Regions from separate parts of the Mus musculus genome. Here regions 2 and 3 are each linked to region 1. The links are chromatin contacts, called in public promoter capture Hi-C maps. All regions are on one chromosome and are shown on one strand. Each heading gives the region's core, a stretch centred on a gene start, on an enhancer-like site or on the middle of the called end of the contact. The rest is flanking DNA. Distances are from core to core; before and after follow the strand shown. Region 1 holds the start of Flicr (Foxp3 regulating long intergenic noncoding RNA). Region 2 holds the start of Rbm3os (RNA binding motif protein 3, opposite strand). Region 3 holds the start of Ebp (phenylalkylamine Ca2+ antagonist (emopamil) binding protein).

The links. Promoter capture Hi-C pulls out the DNA fragments that hold promoters and counts their contacts.
Region 2: a contact with region 1 is called in a promoter capture Hi-C map of erythroid cells, with 33 times the contacts expected there. The contact joins the promoter of Rbm3os here to the promoter of Flicr in region 1. A contact is called at or near these places in 6 of 39 promoter capture datasets (cranial neural crest, erythroid cells, hippocampal neurons and 2 more), 1 of 484 Hi-C or Micro-C datasets (embryonic stem cells) and 2 of 115 datasets of contacts at active chromatin or transcription factors (embryonic stem cells and memory CD8 T cells).
Region 3: a promoter capture Hi-C map of cranial neural crest shows a contact between it and region 1. The contact joins the promoter of Ebp here to the promoter of Flicr in region 1. A contact is called at or near these places in 3 of 39 promoter capture datasets (cranial neural crest, liver and pre-B cells).

The regions. Positions count from the first base shown.
Region 1 is chrX:7,572,165-7,574,864 of GRCm38.p6, forward strand. It overlaps Flicr (Foxp3 regulating long intergenic noncoding RNA), which reads left to right and starts at 1,436. Exons shown (of 3, transcript NR_029473.1): 1 at 1,436-1,745. It overlaps Ppp1r3f (protein phosphatase 1, regulatory subunit 3F), which reads right to left and starts at 2,117. Exons shown (of 4, transcript NM_138605.3): 1 at 1,084-2,117. The coding sequence starts at 2,084.
Region 2 is chrX:8,144,062-8,146,761 of GRCm38.p6, forward strand. It overlaps Rbm3os (RNA binding motif protein 3, opposite strand), which reads left to right and starts at 1,366. Exons shown (of 3, transcript NR_033561.1): 1 at 1,366-1,670; 2 at 2,431-2,557. It overlaps Rbm3 (RNA binding motif (RNP1, RRM) protein 3), which reads right to left and starts at 1,819. Exons shown (of 7, transcript NM_001166410.2): 1 at 1,577-1,819; 2 at 894-1,011; 3 at 512-618. The coding sequence starts at 996.
Region 3 is chrX:8,192,136-8,194,835 of GRCm38.p6, forward strand. Ebp (phenylalkylamine Ca2+ antagonist (emopamil) binding protein) reads right to left here and starts at 1,377. Exons shown (of 5, transcript NM_007898.3): 1 at 666-1,377. It overlaps Porcn (porcupine O-acyltransferase), which reads right to left. Exons shown (of 15, transcript NM_023638.4): 15 at 1,711-2,142. The coding sequence ends at 2,041.

The DNA of each region.
Region 1 (2,700 bases), core at 186-2,685:
CCTCCCCTTCCCATTTCTCATAGGAGCAGGAAAATGTATGCATTTCATAGGGGCTCTAACTGACCCCGGGCATTAGGCCTAGCTGGAGCCCTTGACAAACGTATAGCCCTGGTAAAGACCTAGAAAAGCATTATATCAGTCAGTTTACAAGAGGTGTGCAAAAAAAAAAAAAAAGAAGAGCGATGTGACCTTCAAGTCCGCTTCTCATCTGTTTCCGCCTCTGCCAAGGCTAATGTTTTTATGTGAGAATAGAGCCTCGCTCCCTAAACTCCACTGGAGGCCTCAGACTACCAGAGGAACAGTTTTTAAAAAAAAGGATGCATAGACTTCAAAGCCAGAAATGGTTGAAACTAAAAAGCCAAGTACCACCACTTCCTCAACCAGTTTCTCTAACTCTGGCTTCCTGCTGTGGCAGATAGGAATCAGACTGACTCCCCACGCCGGGAGACCCTTAGTCCACACCTTCGCACGTCATGTTCTCTCCACTCCAGCACACTGGCTGACAGTCATACGAAACCCAGAACCACCTCAGGACTTTGCTGTCCCCACTATCTACATCTACCTCCCCTGTATGTGCATCACTGCTCCGTACCACTCTGGACTCAAGTTTAAATGCCACCTCCTCAGAAAGAGTCCTACCTGGTCCAAACTCTACCAACTCGCTCGTCCATAACTCTTCGTTATCACCGTCTGGGACTCTTCACAAGAGCTCACCCTCAACACGTCTGCAGCAGCCACTCCCTCCAGAGCCTTACAGTATTTTCCTCTCAGCACTAACCTTAGCCCTATTTATCTTATCTGCTTGTTTGCTTTTGCATTCTGTTTCCCAGAGGAGCCTTTGCGGGATGGTTGGGGACAGGGAAGGTGTCTGTCTTGTTCAGGGCCTTATAGTGGAACTCAATAAATGGATGATACCCCAGAATTTAAAACAGTGCCTAGCACATGTTTGGCCTGCACTACTCTTTGACCGAATGCACCCTCCTGCCTGTCCTGGAGAGCAGGCCTGGGGGAGGGGGAAGTGCTGGGATGGGAGGCTTCTACATCCAGCCCTGTGTTGGTGGAGGTGGCGCTGGCAGACATTACCTGCGCCTCACCGGCTTCATGCAGCTCTTCAGCTGCCTGGCCTCAGCCTCCACAGGACCCTGGCACTCAGGCTGTGGCTCCAGCTGCTGCAGCTGCTGCTGCTGGGGCAGCCCTTCGGCATCAGTGGGTGTGGGAGCGGGTGCGATCCGGAGCAGGACAGTGTAGTTGCGGCCATGGTTGTTGGCCCAGAAAGTGCCCTCGGGGGTCTCATAGCGCACCACGAAGTCGAGGCGCGCCCCATCGCTCGCGCCCTCAGCAAAGGGCAGCTGGAAGGCAAAGCGGTCAGTGCAGCCACCGTCGTCGGGTGAGGAGGCTGACATCTGGCCAGGGCCCAGGCCTAGCCCGGGATCCAGGAGGGGATCTCCTGCTCCTGTTCCTCCCACTCCTGCCCCAGGCGGGCTGCGTGGGACATAGCGGGCTGGGTGGTCGCAGAAGGTAGCCCAACCGTCGTGTGAGGCCCGCACGTGCACCGCCTTCTCGAAGGAGCGGTTCAGCACGCGCACCAACCCGCGCACCACTGGCGGGCGTCCCCCAGGCACCCACACCCCGGAACCCCCGGGAACCGCTCCAGGAGGCGGCAGCAGCGCCTCCAACTCCACCATCACGCGCCCCAACCGCTCCAGACGGCCCAGCGCGGGCGGCAACGAAAATGTGGGCACCAGGTAAAACCCCCCGCCAGCGGGAACGGGGCACGGCGGAGAGGGATCGGGAAAAGCCTCCTCTTCCTCCTCCCCTTCATCCCCATCCTCGCCATCGTCTTCCTCATCAGCCCCGCCACCGCCGCCATCTTGCCCGGTCGCCGCCGCCATCTTGCCCGCCCCGGGCCCGCCCCACGGCCGGTAGCGGCGTAGCTGCGCCAGAGGCAGCCCCAGGGCCTCGTCAGCGAACAGCACCCTCCGCGGGGCCACCGCCGCCTCAGCCGAGGCGCGGGGCTCTCCCGCAGCCGGCGACGGGGGCGCGGGATGCCGCAGCGGTGGCTCCACAGGGGCCGTGCGCGCCATATCGGCGGCGGCGGCGGCGGCACCGACGGCACCGGCGGTGGGACCGGCGGGGGCAGGGCCTGAAAAGGCGGGCAGCCAATGAGAAAGCCAGAACAGGGGGGTGGGGCTCCAGTGGAGCGTAGGCGGTGAGCTAGAGACAGGTACGGCCAACAGCCAATGGACAGCCACGCGGGAGTGACGTACAGGTGATTGACAAGCAGGAGAAGCTAGCAACCAATGAGGACGCCCGCGCGTGGGCGGGATGGAAGGCGGGATGATAACGGAATCAATGGAGAGGCCTGAGTAGGGTTAATGCGGGCCCGAAGATGTAGCAGCAGGAGTATGACAATTAGTGGGAAAGTCTGAGCACGAAGGGCATGGTAGGCGGCGGGAAGATGAAATGGCTACAAGCAATGGGGGCAACGGGGAGCGAACCCAGAGGTCCAAAAACTGGGAGATCCGCAGGTTGCGTAGGCGGTGAGACGTAAGACAGATAAAATGAACAGCCAATGGAGAACTGCACGCGAATGATGTAGAGACAGAATGACGATAATAGTTGCAATGAGCCAATGGAGGAGTCTAGTGAGCGCACACTATGGCTTCAAGAGGTGGTAACAAGGTAGATCTAGCCAATACA
Region 2 (2,700 bases), core at 116-2,615, 570 kb after region 1:
AAATTCTGGGTGCCTCGTCCAAGCCAAGCTCCGCTGACCAGAATGGCTTCACCAGGAGCTATGGAATCCCACAAAAAGACCTGAATCCACCGGTCTCCCCTGCTACTACTTACATCTTGACTGAACTCAGGCTGACGTATCCTCCCCACTCCTCTAAGCTGCCCGACTATTAGGGCTAGACACCTCTCTCGGTCTGAGGCTTCAGAGTCCATCCCAGCAGACTCACGAGGTCCTCTCCGGTCCTCTGCCAGGCCCACAGCTCTGCAGACTCTACTACCTAAGCCCAGAGCAGGTCAACCATCCACAGGTGGCTTCTCCGCCTCATGCAGGACCAGTCGTCGCCTCCCAGGCAGCCCGGCTCTGTCTGCCGCTGCCCTCCACCCCCTAGAACAGAAGGCAGTCATGCTCCTGTGAGTGGCCACGCTGCCCCTGGCAGACATAGAGGGAAAACAGAAAGAACGAAGAAAGTGGCAGACAGGGAGACGGCCCCTGTGCAGGCAGGAGGCCTCACCTCTCCATTCATAGCTCTCATCGCATCTGAGGCATGCTCTGGGTTTGTGAAGGTGATGAAGCCAAAACCCCGGGATCTTTGAGTCTCCCGGTCCTTGACAACAACCACTGGGGGAGGGGCAGAAAGACAAATGTTAGAACCCTAACATCTAAGTAGAAAGTAATAGCCAGGCACAGCCACAGATCAAATAGCACTTGGGAGAATTAGGACCCCGCCAACCCCCCCGCTCCTGTTTAAAAAAAAAAAAATCCTGTATCCAACTGAATTTATTTCAGCCTAACCGTTACCGTACAGACATGGAAGTTAAAGAGAATTTCAGGTTTTAGTTCTAGACTAGCTCTTCTCCACCAACCCTCAACCCCGGGGCTGGTCCATGGCTCACCCTCAGAGATAGGCCCAAAGCTGCTGAAGTGGTCTTCAAGTGCCTGTTCATCGGTGTTGAAGTTGAGCCCTCCTACGAAGAGTTTCCCTTCTTCAGACGACATGGCAGAAGGCAAGTCCTAAAGGGAGTGCACGAATTATTGGGGAGTCAATGTGGCAGGTAGTGAGGTGTACAATATCCGGATACAGAGAATTACAGCGAAGACAGAAAATGGGTTAAAAGAGACAATTCAAATGGCAAGAGGCTCGGGAGCAGAAAAGGCGGGAACCAGCAAGGCTGGGTGAGCCCATCCGCCATTTGATGACTCCTATCGCGCATGCCCACAACATCCCAGGCTGCCACGCCCGTCATTTTGTACGGTCGCGCAGGCCTACAGCAGCATTGCATTTCCTCTTTCCCCGCAGAACAAGATGGCGGCGGTCACGTGGGAAGGGACAGCCGGTACAGGTTGGCGCGTGGTCCCCGCCGCCGCCCGAGCCCGTGCCTTCCGGCATTTCTCCCGTTCCGATGCAGCACGCCCGCCTCACAATGAATACATTTTTGCCTTCGAGCCTGGGACTAACCCTCCTCAAAGCTCAAGCCCACATATCAGCGGCCACAACTCTTCCTGCCCTCGTCCCTCGCCCATAGAGGGCAAGGAAGTGAGGTGGGGAACGAGCGCTGAGCAAGGCGAAGGCGCTTACCTGGAAATTAAAAGTCAGAGGACGGCAGAGACGACGAGCTCGAAGGAACCGGGAGAACAGAGAGACTGCGGCGCGGGAAGACGCCTGATAAAGCGTGCGTAGCCGAGACGTCACACAACGTCCCCCAGCGCGCCCTGGCGTGCGTGCTCATTGGTTGAGGCCAGCGGGGGGGGGGGGTTGGGAAGAGGACGAGGAAGGCGGAGGCAGCAATTTGCCTCGCCGCTTCCGGGAATCGAGAGGAGCTTTATGAGTTCAGTGCGTTCTCCTATAAGCATCTCCTTTCTGCCCGAGAGACTGGCCCCCTTTCCATCTCAAACGGTTGGATCCATAGAGCCTTTTCCTCCCTGACGTCATTTTCAGTGTTTTTGACGTCATCTCTCCCTTTCCATAGGAAGTCCTAACTGACAGTAGGTCGGTGCCAGCGAACTGCCGTCCTCAGAAACCAATCTTTTCTTTTTAGACCTTTAACTGCATATCCCTTAAGGCCCCGAGGCCTTCAGAGTTCTTCCTGTCAAACCTTACATTTCCGAATGCTTAGCCCCTCCTCCTAACATATAGCTGTGTGTTAGCGGACTCCTTCCCTTGGTGTCATCCTCTGACTTAAGTTTGCATCCTTATCTGACAGTCTCTTTACGCCTGATAATGCGTTCAGCAAGCCAGGTAGCCTAGCTTCAAAGGATGCAAATCTCAATCCACTAAACGAATTTTACTCTCTATTCGGGATACTGGGTCTTGATCGAAAGGATGAACTTTTGCAGTACATAATGAAATCCATAGCAAGTAGTGTCTAAGTCCACTGCCTGACGATGTGATCTTTCCCAGCCTTCAGTGCCTAATAACTTGTTTGCCTCCAGGAACTCTACATTGTTGACTCCTAGAATAAATTTGTTCAACATTGTAAAGGCCTGCCTCCCACTCCTCCACCAACCCCACCACAAATCGATTTGCTACCCTTTGGATGCCATTCATCTGTAATTCCTGGTAAGCTTATTCCCACATTTCTCAGTGATTTTCATGGATTTTTATTAAATTTGTAAGTAGTTATCTTTAGTTGAATACTTTTTGTTGTTCTAATATTTCTCACCCTGTGGTCTGTCCCTCACTGTATGCTCAGGTCACCCTGG
Region 3 (2,700 bases), core at 127-2,626, 620 kb after region 1:
CTCTCTAACTTTGCTTCATTGTGATACCCCCTATCGTTTTTTTCTGACACAGCGGGTTTCAAGGCCGCTGGTACACCTAGGCAGAGGCTCCTGAGGCTCTAAAGAGGAATCATCAGATTGTACTGCCAGCATCATCGAGTTGTACTTCTGGTTGCTAGTCACAGAGTATGATCACAGTCTGGTGGGCGAGTCACTGTCAACAAGCCAGGTCCTAGCACTTTGGGGCTCAGTTTGTTGGAAAGACACAGGAATGTAGTCGGGGTGCACTGCAGGGTCCAGTGGCTGAGATTTAACTGGACGCTACTCCCACCCGCAGGGGGCTGCAGAGATGAGGAATCAGAGCTGCGGCCCCAAGCACCACGTTTCAAAAGCAAGAGTCCAGGCAATTAGTGTGCCACCCTGCAACAAGCTAGAAGTAGCAAAAGCAGGGGTCTCACGGGCGGCGCTAACCAAGAGAAAGGAAAACAAAGCCCAGAGACCACCAATCACAACCAGAACCCTCCACTGTAGCTGCCCAACGAGAGGGCGAGTCTTCCGTCGTCTGGACAACCGATTTAGGGCCCGGGTCCCGCGCAAGCGCAGGGTAGGGCAGGACTCGCAGGCAAACCGCTGTCGTGGAGGGTCTGGGCACGTGGAGGGGCTCGGACAAGCTGGCTGGCACTCACCCCAGGCGGCGCGATCGCAGGGCGACTTCCTAACACAGGCTTGCGACTTTCCAGGAAGACCTGCAGGCTCCCTAATAGCCCCAGTTCCGCTCAGCTCTAGCGCTTCCCCGCCCGATGGAGCGGACCAATAGTGAAGTGGAGAAGGTGGCTTCTGCCAATAGGAGTCCTCCGAATGTCGCAGGCCCTGTCCTCGCCTATGGTGTCATCTTCCCTGTTGGCTGAGACCAAGTCAGGAGTAGGGTGGAGACCTCCAAGGTCTGTGGGCGCTTTCTCCCGATAGCAAATCTATGCTATTCTGAGCTTCAATTTCCCTGCCCTCTTATCAATCGCACAAGATGAGGCTGAAATTTGAAACCCTCAACATTTGCTAGTGACCGGAGTTGCGTGGTCTTCTAAGTTTTCTAGGCAACCAATCAGTTCCCGGACCCATTCTTAGCCCAAATGCAGAGAATACGACAGGTGGATTACATTCAGTACAAACAAACCTAGCGCCCACCAGAGCTCAGAACTCTCCAGTCCTAACAGCATCGGTCACCTTCAAACCCTCACTCCTGCTGAGCAGTTGGTGTAGACTCTCAACAGTGCCAGTTCTTAAAAGCCAAACAGAAGGCATGACGGTAAACAAGTTGGCAAACAGACCTCGTCAGCATTTAGTCAGAATATTGATCATCTCAAACTGTCATTTTAATTATTACCTACGGACCAGTAGGCATCAACCCTTCTTCTGTCTTGCCCTACCCCGCCCCGTTCGAATCTGACGAACCAATCAGTACAGGGATCCCCCAGTTTTCCATGAAGTATTACTAAGCCTCCCCCACAAAATCTGTCCCTGCTCTACGCAAGCAGGACCAGGACCCCGCCATCATAGACTCATTAGCCAATCACAGACCATGTTGAATTCATCGCGAATAGATCACAATTTTATTTTCCCTCTCCACGATTTTCAGTTTCCAAACCTTTATGTGTGGTGGAATTTCTTTGCTTTCCCTTTTTCCCCTCTGATCAGTGAAAAAAAAAAAAAAAAACAAAAAACCAAAAAACCGAGCCTGTTGTGTAAGTTCTACTTTTATTCGACAATAACAAACTGCATATAAAAAAGGGAGACGGCAGGCGCAGAGGCCCTGGATCTGCTCCTGTCTGCTTTCCCAAGTATCCATCGTTCCTTGGCCCAATAAGGACCACCCCCTTCCTGCCTGGTGGCGGGGTGAGGATTGACAGGCATAGAAAGTTGTGTGTGTTCCTATGTTGTGTGGAGGGGTGTTGGGGGTCAAGAATGGATAAGGGAAAAGGAGTAGAGAAAGGGTCTTTTCTCATCCCCCATCAGAGTTGGCACCCTAAGGAGGGGTATTGAAGGGGATTATGATGGTCATATGCCTCAGCCTATGAGACGGTAGAAGATCCAGCATCCAAAAGTGACCCAGTGACTGGCCCAGCTGAGCTCTGACCACTTGTGGACAGTGTATGCCATGCCGTAGCCCTGTGGGAGAGAAACAAGTCATGATTTTGAAATTCAACAAGGACAGTGAGTCTCCGGAAAACCCATCTCTTGCCCAGGGATCTTTGGTATTTCATATTCCTGAGTAAAAGAAGGGTCTAGGTGCTTATCAAGGGTGACCAGATACAGTTTGGTTTCTTCTTCTTTAAAGATCATTTTAAGGGGCTGAGTATACAGCTTGATGGGAGGGTCTACATGGGGAGGCCCCAGGTTTTGATTTCCAGCACACCAAAAAGAGTTATTTTAAAAATATGTTGGATGTGGTGGGTCATGCTGATCCCTGAGGTCGTTTGTATATGAGACCACTAGAAATCTGAGTGTCTACCAATACAGGACAAAGTAAACCCTGACAAATTCTTGCAATGAAAAAAAAAAAAAAGGAAGACTGTGTACTTAAAAAATTGGGGGAAGCCAGACGTGGTGATGCACACCTTTAGTCCCAGCACTTAGCACTTGGGAGGCAGGCCGATTTCTGAGTTCGAGGCCAGCTTGGTCTACAGAGTGAGTTCTAGGACAGCCAGGGCTACACAGAGAAACCCT